2 separate regions of the Pan troglodytes genome follow, and region 1 is linked to region 2. A link is a contact called in public HiChIP or PLAC-seq data. All regions are on one chromosome and are shown on one strand. Each heading gives the region's core, a stretch centred on a gene start, on an enhancer-like site or on the middle of the called end of the contact. The rest is flanking DNA. Distances are from core to core; before and after follow the strand shown.

The links. HiChIP or PLAC-seq counts read pairs in DNA pulled down with a chosen protein or histone mark.
Region 1: a contact with region 2 is called in an H3K4me3 HiChIP or PLAC-seq map of stem cell-derived excitatory neurons, with 3 times the contacts expected there. The contact joins the promoter of YRDC here to the promoter of MTF1 in region 2. A contact is called at or near these places in 1 of 7 Hi-C or Micro-C datasets (stem cell-derived neural progenitor cells), 1 of 1 datasets of contacts at active chromatin or transcription factors (stem cell-derived excitatory neurons) and 1 of 1 other capture datasets (stem cell-derived neural stem cells).

Annotation. Positions count from the first base shown.
Region 1 is chr1:193,181,317-193,188,153 of NHGRI_mPanTro3-v2.0_pri, forward strand. It overlaps YRDC (yrdC N6-threonylcarbamoyltransferase domain containing), which reads left to right and starts at 1,972. Exons shown (of 5, transcript XM_513328.8): 1 at 1,972-2,360; 2 at 2,937-3,051; 3 at 3,176-3,295; 4 at 5,715-5,857; 5 at 6,162-6,837. The coding sequence starts at 1,972. The coding sequence ends at 6,234. C1H1orf122 (chromosome 1 C1orf122 homolog) reads right to left here and starts at 1,979. Exons shown (of 3, transcript XM_003307988.5): 1 at 1,846-1,979; 2 at 1,420-1,621; 3 at 697-1,173. The coding sequence starts at 1,467. The coding sequence ends at 1,078.
Region 2 is chr1:193,131,268-193,137,792 of NHGRI_mPanTro3-v2.0_pri, forward strand. MTF1 (metal regulatory transcription factor 1) reads left to right here and starts at 1,366. Exons shown (of 10, transcript NM_001280131.1): 1 at 1,366-1,751. The coding sequence starts at 1,419.

The DNA of each region.
Region 1 (6,837 bases), core at 722-3,221, 51 kb after region 2:
TCAGGCCTCCCAAGGGCTGTTTGACTCAACAGTCTACATCCTTCGTTGTGTTTTGGAGAATGTGGGGGTGGGGGTCAGAGTTCAAGGTGTCTGTTCCCTTTTCCTGTGAACTCTTTCTAGTCCCTATTTGGGGAGGGTGGCTGGAAACAGATTTTTGCTGAATTTCTGGCTCAGATCTTCTAGCCAGGAAAGGCAAGAGCCCCCAAGAGCCCTTTTTTTTTTGACATACACTAATCATTGGCCGGGGTCTTGGTGACAACTTTTAAAATCCCAAATAGTTTTATTTGGATTATGTAAAAGTAAGTGTGAAACATGGGAACAACGGACTTCCACTGAGCGATGTGAAAACGTTACAGGTTCAGTACTTCCAAAGGAAGAAACCTCCAAACCCAAAAAAGAATAAATATGAATTTGTATTTTTGAAGAATGTGAAATAATGGTGTTTGCTTAATTGCTCATTTTGTATAAACTTAATATTGTACTTTAAAATATCTGCTAAAAAGTGAAAATTTAACTTTTTGGAATTGAAAAAGCAATATTAAATACTAATGAAATCCTAATTAAATGCTTATTTAAATCTGGTAGTATCTGTGGCATTTCTTACCAACCCTGCCCATAGTTGACATTTTTCCACCACTCCCCCCTTCCCAGCCATCAGTCTTGGAGAGGGGACAGAAAGGAAACGTCGGTCACCAGGAGAGTCTGCAGGTTTCCTTTTAATCAAGGCTCTGCTGAAGGTGTTTTGTGGGGCTAAAAGCCCCCAAAACATGAAATGGACATGTAACACCACCTGGATCCCCCATAGCAGGCCAGACCACTCTGGCGAGCACTGCTGGTCTGCCCAAATCTGGGTAATCAGACTGGGTATTCATTGGCTGCATTTCAAAGCACAGCACTGCTTTCAGCCAGGATGAAGTGGGAGTGAACCCAGCTGCTAGCAGAGCTGCCACTCCAGGCTGAGAGCCAAGTACCAGCCACTGCCAGTGAAGACTGGCCCCTTTACTGAAGGGAGTTGTTCAGAGTCCAGCCACCGGCCCTGGGGAGGGAGAGAAGTCAGGGTATTCTGCTCGGGGATGGTCAGGGCTCCGCAGCTCCATCGCCAGCATCCTTCGGAAAGCCGCCTCTGGCGGAGACAGCCGGCTGGGGGGGCGCTCCAGGTTTGGCTGAGACGTTCTAGTTGGAACAGAAAGGAAAAAAGTGAGGCTGGGAGGCAAGGCCTTGGATTAGGCCCCACAAGGATGTGGCCATTTGGCATTTGGATAGTATTAACTTTTTCGAAACCTCTCACCAGATCAAAGGAGGTTAGGGATAAAGCGGCGGAGACATACTTCCCCCCTCCAGGGTAAGCTAGGGCTTGGCCAGCCTAGCCAGTGGGGCAGACCCCACCCCACCCCAGCCCAGCCCAGGGTGGGCACTAACCCCGCCACCAGCCGGCTCCGGGCGCCGGCGGCCCAGCTGCCGTAACATCTCCTCGCAGGCTGCGATGGTGTCCAGGAGCTGCCGCTGCCGCTGCTCCACCGCGTCCAGCAGCTGCTGGGCGCGCTCCTCCCGGGGCGGCTGCGGGGGTGGCCTCCCGCCGAGCCCCAGCCCCGCCTTCCCGCGGTCCACGCCGGCAGCCTCCCTGCCCGGGAGAAAGCGAGAGACAGACGGTCAGGGCCGGCGCTTGCGCGGGGCCAAGCCCCTTCCCCCCGCCCCGACGGGCCCCCTCTCACCCCCGTGACCAGTCTGAGCCCGGGCCCCATTCCATCTCCGCTTGCGCGGCCCGACCACCGCCCCCCTTTCGGCCGCCCCCCTCCCCAGCGCTGCGTTAGGGCTTCGCAAGGCTGCGCCCCGCCCCGTCCCCACCGGTCTCCTTCAATCCTCCTGGGGGTCGTGGTCCCTTTAAGCTGCCCGGCGCAGAGGTGGGGCCGAGTCTCCTGGACCGGAAGCTGGCTGGGGGCGTCACTTCCTCCCGGAAGCGGGCCTGGGCGGATGTCTCCGGCGCGTCGGTGCAGGGGGATGAGGGCCGCGGTGGCTGCCAGCGTGGGGTTGAGCGAGGGGCCTGCTGGCTCCCGGAGCGGCCGCCTCTTCCGCCCGCCAAGTCCCGCTCCGGCGGCCCCCGGCGCCCGGCTGTTGCGGCTCCCGGGGAGCGGGGCCGTGCAGGCCGCGAGCCCGGAGCGCGCCGGCTGGACCGAGGCGCTGCGGGCCGCCGTGGCCGAGCTGCGCGCCGGCGCCGTGGTGGCCGTCCCCACCGATACGCTGTACGGCCTGGCCTGCGCGGCGAGCTGCTCGGCGGCTCTGCGCGCTGTGTACCGCCTCAAGGGTCGCAGCGAGGCCAAGCCTCTGGCCGTATGCCTCGGCCGCGTGGCCGACGTCTACAGGTAAGGCCGCCCCGACCCGGCCCCGCTGGGGGCGGCACCGCGGGAGGGGTTTCCGGTGACAGGCTTGGGAGACTGAGGCGCAGAGAGCGGGAGGGGCTTGTCCAGGCTCACCAAGGAATCCGGAACTGGAAGTATGTACCGAGGACTTAACGTGCCCCGGGCCCTGAACTACATGCTGCTGGGAAGCAGCAACACACGAGAAAGGCAGGGACCCTGTTCCCTTGGCGTATTTGTGCTAATTGGGGAGGCCCCCGGGAAAAAAGCAAACAAACACAGTAGCTTAACTTAATAGCGAATGCCTTGAAGAAAATAAAACGTGGAGCTTGATCCCACTATCATGATATCACAGCGGTGCAGCTGTTGTAGTCCCTGAGACCAGAGGCACATGGGCGTGAAGCCAGGGGTGCGCCTTTGGAGCCCTGCTTTCTGCTCAAGCTCTTAGGGAGGTGAAGCAGGGAGACAGGCGGCTCCCATTGTAAGCTCGAAGGATTCCTTTCCTTCGTCTGCCTAGAGTCTAGGAAAGGACCACCAGTGGCCCTTCAATTTTGAATGGATTTATTCTTCTGTGTTTCCCAGATACTGCCGTGTGAGAGTACCTGAGGGGCTCCTGAAAGACCTACTGCCAGGACCAGTGACCCTGGTGATGGAACGCTCGGAGGAGCTCAACAAGGACCTAAACCCTTTTACGCCTGTGAGTCAAGTTTTCTCTTGTGTCCCCAGACTCCAGGCCACTTGGCTTTCACTAGGATCCAGATAAGACTTACCCTCTTACCCCTTCCAACCTTTCTCATGATCCCTTTCCCCTTGCCTTACAGCTTGTAGGCATTCGGATTCCTGATCATGCCTTTATGCAAGACTTGGCTCAGATGTTTGAGGGTCCGCTTGCTCTCACTAGTGCCAACCTCAGCTCCCAGGCCAGTTCTCTGAATGTCGAGGTGAGTTTACCCAGTCCTTCCCCTGGAAATGTCACCAGCGCACATACTGTTTTCTGTGAATCAGTGGCATTGATAGTACACTGGGATGGCCAGGCGTGAGAGTTCTTGGGCCAACAGTGGGAAGGTTGCCCAGCTGGCAGGGAGGTGGTGGGGGGCAATATAAATTTAAAAAATTTGAAAGATTTTATCTCAAAGTCTGAAAAGCCAGGGGGAGAATTGGTGTTTTCTTCTGTCTTTATAATAATAGGAAAGATTATGATAAGAACAATGTCTTCCTGTTTTTCTGGAGATAACAGTTTCTGGAGAACACAGTTAGGCTATAAATCTTCACGACAGTGCTGTAAAGAAAGATGAAGAAGGCCAAGGGCAGTGGCTCATGCCTGTGACCCCAGCACTTTGGGAGGCCCAGGCAGGTGGATCATATGAGGTCAGGAGTTTGAGACCAGCCTGGCTAACATGGCAAAACTCCATCTCTAATAAAAAATACAAAGATTAGCCAGACATGGTGGCGCATGCCTGTAATCCCAGCTACTTGGGAGGCTGAGGCAGGAGAATCACTTGAACCTGGGAGGCAGAGGTTACAGTGAGCTCAGATTGTGCCACTGTACTCCAGGCAGGGCTCTAGAGCGAGACTCTGTCTCTTAAAAAAAAAAAAAAAAAGAAGATGAAGTTTAGCCTCCAGAAAGTTATATCACTTGTTCCAGGTCACACAGCCATTAAGTGACTGACTCAGATTTTTAACCAGTTTTTGATTCTCGCCCCTGTTCTCTTATCTCTGCCACAAGCCAGATCAAAGAAAGGATCATCCTAATCCTTTCTTGGCTACATAGATTAGAACAAAGGAGGACACATAGAAATTTCGTTTTTTTCTTATTACTAAGATGTAAAATGTAGTAATAAGCTACATTGTGTCCCCAGACTCGGCCAGACACATAGTATCACACATAGTATCCAGCATCAGGCCTTGGGCCTTCCTTGGGCTTATTACATCCAGCTAATAAGCCTGGATAGAGTAACTTGGGTGCAGTCACATAGAGATATGATGGAAAGTCCAGAGTTAGAGCCCGTATCCCTGCTCAGAACTCCATTCGATGGGTTTTCCATTCCCAGACCTAGAGTGGGGCTCAGGGTTCTTAAGAAAGTGAGAGTTCAGCATCCCTTCCCATTCTCAGAGTGCAGGTTTGACTTGGTCCTGGTGGCTGTACCCCAGGAGCAAGAATCGGGATGTGGCACAGGGAGGGGAGGTTTTTACCTTGTCAGCAATCATTTGACCTGTCCAACACAGTAACTGGTATTTATGATTTCCTGTCCCAGATTTCCAGGCCTAACTGCCACTGCAGTGTCTTCATTGGGGGGTTGGGGAAGCTCTAGCTCAGTTAACAATTCAGTCCACTGTTCTAGGGGGAGTATCCTCCTCATAGCCCAAAGACTGAGTGCTGGTGGCATGCAGAATCTACCATGTTCTACTCTTCCTACCCTGATCAGAGTCGCAGTGAGATCCAGGAGCATAGTTCTAGAGCTAGAAGGAGCTGGAATCACTTGTTCCAGGTTACGCAGCCATTAAGTGACCAGATTTTTACCTAGTTTTTTTTGTTTTGTTTTGTTTGAGACAGTCTCACTCTCTTTCCCAGGCTGGAGTGCAGTGGCACCATCTCAGCTCACTGCAACCTCCATCTCCCGGGTTCAAACAGTTCTCCTGCCTCAGCCTCCCGAGTGAGTAGCTGGGATTACAGGCGTGTGCCACCACGCCCGGCTAATTTTTGTATTTTTAGTAGAGACGGGGTTTCACTATGTTGACCAGGCTAGTCTCAAACTCCTGGCCTCAAGAGATCCAGCCTCCCAAAGTGCTGAGATTACAGGCGTGAGCCACCATGCCCGGTCTTTTTACCTAGTTTTTGACTCTTGACCCTGTTCTCTTATCTTTGCGGCAAGCCAGGTCAAAGAAAAGATCATCCTAGTCCTGTCTTGGCTACATAGATTAGAACAAATGAAATGAGGACATAGGATCATCTAGTCCAGCCCACTTGTCTTGTAGGCCTCGATAGAGTAACTTGCATGCAGTCACACGGAGATACGATGGAAAGTCCAGAGTTAGAGCCCGTATCTTTGCCCAGAACTCCATTCATTGTACTTATATTTCCCTAACTGAAGCAATGTGTGAAATTTCCTTTTGACATAGCAAGATTTTCTTTAAACCCTAGATAGGTGTTACTTGGAGTGCTAACCCAGGAGGCCTCCAAACCTCATAGAATACAGTGTCTTTGGCACAGTTGACCTTAACTAAATGAAGCTCCTTTCTCTGCTTAGAGGAAAGTGCCTTCTGTTTTAAGACTATATGGCCTTTGATGACTGCGTGCAGTTTGACATTATTGGATACACCAGGGATAGTGTCCATGCTCTTCCTTCTCCCTCTTCTCAGGAGTTCCAGGATCTCTGGCCTCAGTTGTCCTTGGTTATTGATGGGGGACAAATTGGGGATGGCCAGAGCCCCGAGTGTCGCCTTGGCTCAACTGTGGTTGATTTGTCTGTGCCCGGAAAGTTTGGCATCATTCGTCCAGGCTGGTAAGTCTCTTTCCTGTGGCGTGGGGAAATAATTTGAGGGAGGTTGGAGAGATGCAAAAAAGCTTTGACAAGATAAAGATGGTGCCTCCTATCTTGCCCTGAAGGAGTGTAGGCCAGGTTTGGAGAAGTGGTGGTTGCAGTGGGACTAAGTTTCCTGGCTTTCTTAGGATTCAAAAGGTTTCATCAAGGGTTGATGAACAGGGCTTAACAAGGCTAGCCAGTTTCGATGTCCCTGCTCACCAGCCTCTGGTGGGCTCGGGACTTCTGAGAAGTCAGACTGGTAACTGTCCTGTTTCCTCCTCAGTGCCCTGGAAAGTACCACAGCCATCCTCCAACAGAAGTACGGACTGCTCCCCTCACATGCGTCCTACCTGTGAAACTCTGGGAAGCTGGAAGGCCCAAGGCCTGGTGCTGGATACTATGTGTCTGTCCACTGACGACTGGCAAGGCCTCATTTGCAGAGGCCACCGGAGCTAGGGCACTAGCCTGACTTTTAAGGCAGTGTGTCTTTCTGAGCACTGTAGACCAAGCCCTTGGAGCTGCTGGTTTAGCCTTGCACCTGGGGAAAGGATGTATTTATTTGTATTTTCATATATCAGCCAAAAGCTGAATGGAAAAGTTAAGAACATTCCTAGGTGGCCTTATTCTAATAAGTTTCTTCTGTCTGTTTTGTTTTTCAATTGAAAAGTAATTAAATAACAGATTTAGAATCTAGTGAGAGCCTCCTCTCTGGTGGGTGGTGGCATTTAAGGTTCAAACCAGCCAGAAGTGCTGGTGCTGTTTAAAAAGTCTCAGGTGGCTGCGTGTGGTGGCTCATGCCTGTAATCCCAACATTCTGGGAGGCCCAGGTGGGAGAACTGCTTGAGCCCAGGAGTTCAGAATCAGCCTGGGCAACATAGCAATACTCCGTCTCATAAAAATTAATAAATAAAAAGTCTCAGGTGACCAAAGGCTCCTGAAGCTAGAACCAGGTTTGGATA
Region 2 (6,525 bases), core at 116-2,615:
CTGTCTAGCCATCCCACTAAGTAAAGGCTCACTTTCTAACCCAGAGCAGAAGAGAAAGATAAAGCGCAAAGCCAGACTGAAAACTAAAAGGGATGTGCTGATTATTTTAAAATTCTCTGTTCTGCCTGCCAAACCCACATTTGTAGAGCCTGTGTTTGCAGATGAAGGAAGAATCACTATTCCAGAACATGAAAGCTTCAAATGTGGTATTTTTCTCAAGAGAATGTATCTTCCCAAGATAGTATATCTTCGCGAGAGAGTATGTAGCCATGTCTTTCATTCATTTAGCTGACATTTCCTGAACTCTTATCATAGTATCAGTGTACTATGCTAGGAGCTGTAGAAACAAAAATAATAAGACTCAATTGATTCAGGGACGAGAGCCCACCACAGACCCATAACTTCTTGTTGACACCATATTGTTTTAGGACATAAATAGATACAGTGATCTTCGTTGTTTGTGCCTGATTGAGGAATAGCCCTTCCACCCAGAAGGTTGAAACATCTGTTCTAGGTAGGGGGGAAGGAATTCATACTTGTTCCTCTACTATTTACCAAACATTGTGTTTTACATATGTTGCCTCTTTTATTTCTTATAAAAACTTTGAGAGAACAGGAATTACTGGTCCCACCTTGCACGTAAGAAAAATGAGGCACAGAAAAGTTACCCATGTAGTAAAAGGCAAAGACAGGATTTGTAGGTAGATGACTCTGCCTCCAAAGCCTTGCTCCTTCTCATAAACTGCATGAAACCATTTACTGCCTCGTGGTCTGATTTGGAGGATATTTGAGTGGATGGAGTTTCCCTTAAGATTTGTAGCAAGTCAGCCTTTCAGCAGCTGCTGTTCTGTTTGCTCTTTTGTCCCCTTTAAATTTTTGACCAAGTTTCAAATTGTTTGACAGGCGTATTCAGAAGGTCTTATGAACTTATTCAGTTTTTGAAAAGCATTGCTTTTCTTTCTTTTTCTTTTTCTTTTTTTTTTTATTAGAGATGGGGGTCTCACTATGTTGACCAGGCTGATCTCAAACTCCTGGCCTCAAGCGATCCTCCCATCTCAGCCTCCCAAAGTGTTGGGATTACAGGCGTGAGCCACCACGCCCAGTCAGCATTGCTTTTCTTTAAAAATGACTTGATGGTTTTAAAGTTAAAATAAAAAAAAATTATTCCCAAGGATGGTTTTTCATTTGCTTTGGCTTGCTCTTTAAATGAGAGGGAAAATGAGCCTTGTGGTTGCTGAGGAGGTCCGTGGGTCTTGTGGTATGACTCTAACTCTGGCTTTGTTCTGTTGCAGACAAGTCATTACGTTTTCATTTCTCACAATTGGGCTGAGCACAACTGAACCATGGGGGAACACAGTCCAGACAACAACATCATCTACTTTGAGGCAGAGGAAGATGAGCTGACCCCCGATGATAAAATGCTCAGGTTTGTGGATAAAAACGGACTGGTGCCTTCCTCATCTGGAACTGTTTATGATAGGACCACTGTTCTTATTGAGCAGGACCCTGGCACTTTGGAGGATGAAGATGACGACGGACAGTGCGGAGAACACTTGCCTTTTCTAGTAGGGGGTGAAGAGGGCTTTCACCTGATAGATCATGAAGCAATGTCCCAGGGTTATGTGCAGCACATTATCTCACCAGATCAGATTCATTTGACAATAAACCCTGGTTCCACACCCATGCCAAGAAATATTGAAGGTGCAACCCTCACTCTGCAGTCGGAATGTCCGGAAACAAAACGTAAAGAAGTAAGTAAAGCAGTCAGTGAGGGCCTAGTTTGGTTTTGGGGCAAGTCCTTACAAAATTCTTGGTGCAAATTTTAGCTGGGGAGTAAAGGAGTGCATGGGGTTAGGACTTAAGTAGTTTTGCTATCAACAACATATGCCTCAGGTTTTGTTGTGATTGCTTCTGGAACTTTTGGTTTGTATAGCCACATTGAAATTTGGGAATTGGGAATATCAAATTGTAATTTCTCGAATTTCCTTCCCCAAATCATAAATAAAACAGAAATTTCACTTAAGTAGACCCATGTTTCTGGTGCTAAAATAACTATTTAGCTTATCTACAGGGAAATAACTGGAGTTTGCTTATTTGATAAAGAAGTAACTATATTTGGCTTATCTCCTGGTTGTGTTTAAATGATTTGTTTTGGAGATGAGTATCTGCTGGAATATGTTTTATTATCTTAGTGAATGTTTAATGAACTTTTATTTCACAGTGGCACACGCCTGTAATCCCAGCACTTTGGGAGGCTGAGGTGGGTGGATCATTTGAGGTCAGGAGTTCGAGAGCAGCCTGGCCAACATGGTGAAACCCTGTCTCTGCTAAAAATACAAAAATTAGCCAGGCTTGGTGGCACATGGCTGTAATCCCAGCTACTCAGGAGGCTGAGGCAGGAGAATCACTTGGACCCGGGAGGCAGAGGTTGCAGTGAGCCGAGATCATGCCACTGTACTCCAGCCTGGGCGATAGAGTGAGACTCCATCTAAAAAAAAAAAAAAAAAAAGAAAGAAAGAAAGAAAGAAAGAAAGAAATTCAGGCTGGGCACAGTGGCTCATGCCTGTAATCCCAACACTTTCTGTAATCCCAGCACTTTGGGAGTCCGAGGCAGGTGGATCACCTGAGGTTAAGAGCACCCTGGCCAACATGGTGAAACTCCATCTGTACTAAAAATAGAAAAATTAGCCAGGCATAGTGGCGGGTGCCTGTAATCCCAGCTATTTGGGAAGCTGAGGCAGGGGAATTACTTGAATCTGGGAGGTGGAGGTGGCAGTGAGCCAAGATCGTGCCACTGCACTCCAGGCTGGATGAGAGAGAGAGACTCAGTCTCAAAAAAAAAAAAAAAAAAAAAAAAAAGGAAATTCAGGCAAGAGACAGTAAATGAGAGCAGGTTATCTAAAATAAGTTTTCATTTTCATGTTTAGCTAATGTGAGTAAGCTAATGCATGTCAGGATGTTTTGAAAACTGTAAAGCATTTTACAAATTATATTAGTGGTTATTATTAGCAAAATAAAAGTTCTGGTTTAAAGGTAGTGATATACATTATCTAGGAACTATTTTTTTTTTTTGAGATGGAGTTTCACTCTTGTTGCCTGAGCTGGAGTGCAGTGGTGTGATCTTGGCTCACTGCAACCTCTGCCTCCTGGGTTCTAGCAATTCTCCTGCCTCAGCCTCCTGAGTAGCTGGGATTACAGGCACGCGCCACCATGCCCAGCTAATTTTTTGAATTTTTAGTAGAAATGAGGTTTCACCATGTTAGCCAGGCTGGTCTCGAACTCTTGACCTCTGGTGATCCACCTGCCTTGGCCTTCCAAAGTGCTGGGATTACAGGCATGAACCACCATGCCCGGCCCACCCAGGAACTATTACAGGTCAATTAGAAAAAAATAAGTCACTAGTAGTTACAGTACCAAGGACTAAGATGTTACCAAACAGAAATAGGGTGAATGATTTAGCAAGGAATATCTTTTTTGCTGTGGTTGAGGTCTTAAAATTGCATATGGCTTATTGATGGCATATCACTTTTCCTTTGCTAGCCTTAGAGAGACCATCTTGTCCCACCTCCTACCCTATGCAGAAATCTCCCTATGGCATCTCTGACATCAGTTAATCTTGTTTCTGCTTGAAGACATCCAGAACAACAAGAGCACAGTGTTTCATACCCCAACCCAATACATTTGTTAGCCAGCTCTGATTGTTAGAAAGCTTTTACTTGTATAGAACCAAAACCTGCCTTTCTGCAGGTGCTGCCCGCTGGTTCTAGATCTGCCTTCCTGAGTAAACTTTCTCCCACAGAACAGTCCATCAGCTATTTGAAGATCATGGATTTTTCATCCTCTTGTACAGGCTAACCACCTCCATTTACTTAAATGTCCCTCTGTGACATTTTCCCCAGTCTCTCATCAGCCTAGTCATCTTTGATTATATGAATTCCAGTTTTCCAAGGTCCTTTTTTTCTTCTTTTTTTGAGATGGAGTTTTGCTGTTGTTGCCCAGGCTGGAGTGCAGTGGCGCGATCCCGGCTCACTGCAACTTCCGCCTCCCAGGTTCAAGCGATTCTCCTGCCTCAGCCTCCCAAGTAGCTGGGATTACGGGCATGCGCTACCACACCCAGCTAATTTTGTATTTTTAGTAGAGACAGGGTTTCTCCATGTTGGTCAGGCTGATCTCGAACTCCTGACCTCAGGGGATATGCCTGCCTTGGCCTCCCAAAGTGCTGGGATTACAGGCATGAGCCACCGCGCCCGGCCCCAAAGTCCTTTTAAAATCTGCAGTTGAGCGCATTCTCATAAGTGTGAGTCAACTAGCACTGAATACAGTATGGCTCTTATCTCTTAATCTGGACACTGTACTACAATTACTATATAGTCTACATTTTATCAGCAACATCTTACTGTTAGTTTATAGTTGGAAATTTCTAGAGTAGTGCTTCTTAACTGTGGGCAGCTTTGCCCTCAGGAGATGTTTGGCAATGTCTAGAAACATTTTGTGTTGTCATACTGTGGAGGCGATACTGGAATCTAGTGGGTAGAGGTTAAAGACATTGTTAAATGTTTTACAGTGCACAGGACAGCCCCCTACAACAAAGAACTGGCCCAAAATAGCGATAGTGCTGGGATTGAGAAACCCTGCTCTAGATTATTCTCATGTATGCAGCTGTCAGATCTAACAAAAATGAAAATGGAGACCTGCATGTAAGCCTTATTAAGAATATCTCCCGGCTGGACATGGTGGCTCACGCCTGTAATCCCAACACTTTGGGAGGCCAAGGCTGGTGGATCACCTGAGGTCAGGAGTTCGAGACTAGCCTGGCCAACACAATGAAACCCTGTCTCTATTAAAAATACAAAAAATTAGCCGGGCGTGGTGGCAGACGCCTGTAATCCCAGCTACTCTGGAGACTGAGACAGGGGAATTGCTTGAACCCGGGAGGTGGAGGTTGCAATGAGCCAAGATGGTGCCACTGCACTCCAGCCTGGGCAACAAGAGCAAAACTCCATCTCAAAAAATAAAAAATAAAAATATCTCCCTATGAAATTTTATCTTGTTGGTTTCAGTCCAATATTTGAGCTTGTAGAGGGGTTCATTTCAACTCAACAAACATTTATAAAGCAAAATGCTGTTATGCTCTGTGGATGTTGCAAATGATTGTGGTAGTCGATTTATAGCATAGAAGCAGAAATTGTTTACACCAATAATCATAGCAGCAAACACAGTGTGGTAAATGTGAAGGAGAGGTACAAATATTGCACTGTGAGCACAGGGAAGCTCACCCTTAATTCTGGGATCATGGAAGTCTTTGTGAAAAAGGTGGCATTTGAGCTGGTCTTAAAGAATACATACAATTTAGGAAAAAAGCAGGAGAAGGTTTTTCCAAGAGAGAGGAACAGCATGAAACAAGGAATACAGGTGGGAAACAGGCCATTTTCAGGGAATAGCCAGTTGTCCTGTTACAACAGAGTCAGCACACTTTTTTCTGCTTAGGGCTAAATAGTAAATATTCTGGGCTTTGCAGGCTATAAGGTCTCTGTTGGAGCTACTCCATTCTTCCATTGTAGCACAAAAGCAGCCATAGACAATACATAAAGAATGAACATGGCCAAGTTCTGATAAGACTTTACAAAAACAGGCAGGGGGGTGGATTTGGTTCACTGGCTATAGTGTGCTGACCCTTAGACTAGAACATAGGAGTAGAAGGAGATAAGGATGGAAAGATAGCAAAGATCCAAACATGGAAGGCAGTGGTAACCTTCTATGGGTTTTGAACTGTACTCTTCTAGAAATGGTGGGAAACCATTGGAGGTGTCTAAGCCAAGGCTAGAGTGGTTAGATAGAGAATGTGGTTAGAGTAGCATTTTAGAAAGATTGGTCTGGCAGCAGAGGTAGCTTGGAGGCAGAGGAAAACTGGAGACTTCTTGCCTAGTTAGGAGACAGTTGTAGTTTATGTTTGGGGTTTCATTTAAATCTGAAGAAAGGATAGTGGCCTTGTTCATGGGAAGAATCAAGGACTTTTGTAGAAGTACGAGAGAACTTCGTACATGTTATTGGAGTTTGATGAATGAGCCATGAGTTGGGCATGATTCAAAGGTTTTGAATAGGCCAGGCACAGTGGCTCATGCCTGTAATCCCAGCACTTTCGGAGGCCGAGGCAGGTGGATCAGTTGAGGTCTGGAGCTCTAGACCAGCCTGGCCAACATGGTGAAACCCTGTCTCTACTAAAAATACAAAAATTAGCCGGTTGTGGTGGTGCATGCCTGTAGTCCCAGCCACTTGGGAGGCTGAGGCAGGAGAATCACTTGAACCCAGAGGGCTGAGGGTGCAGTGAGCCATGATTGTGCCACTGCATTCCAGCCTGGGCAACAAAGTGAGAATCTGGTTGGAAAAAAAAAAAAAGGTTTTGAATCATGTTGATTGAAAGGATTCATTCATTTTCCCAAATTTGTTGAGTTTCTGCTGTGTCTTAGCACAGCTTTTTGATGGAGCTCAAATCTAGGTGAAGAGTTAAGCAGTTAAGAGTCCGTT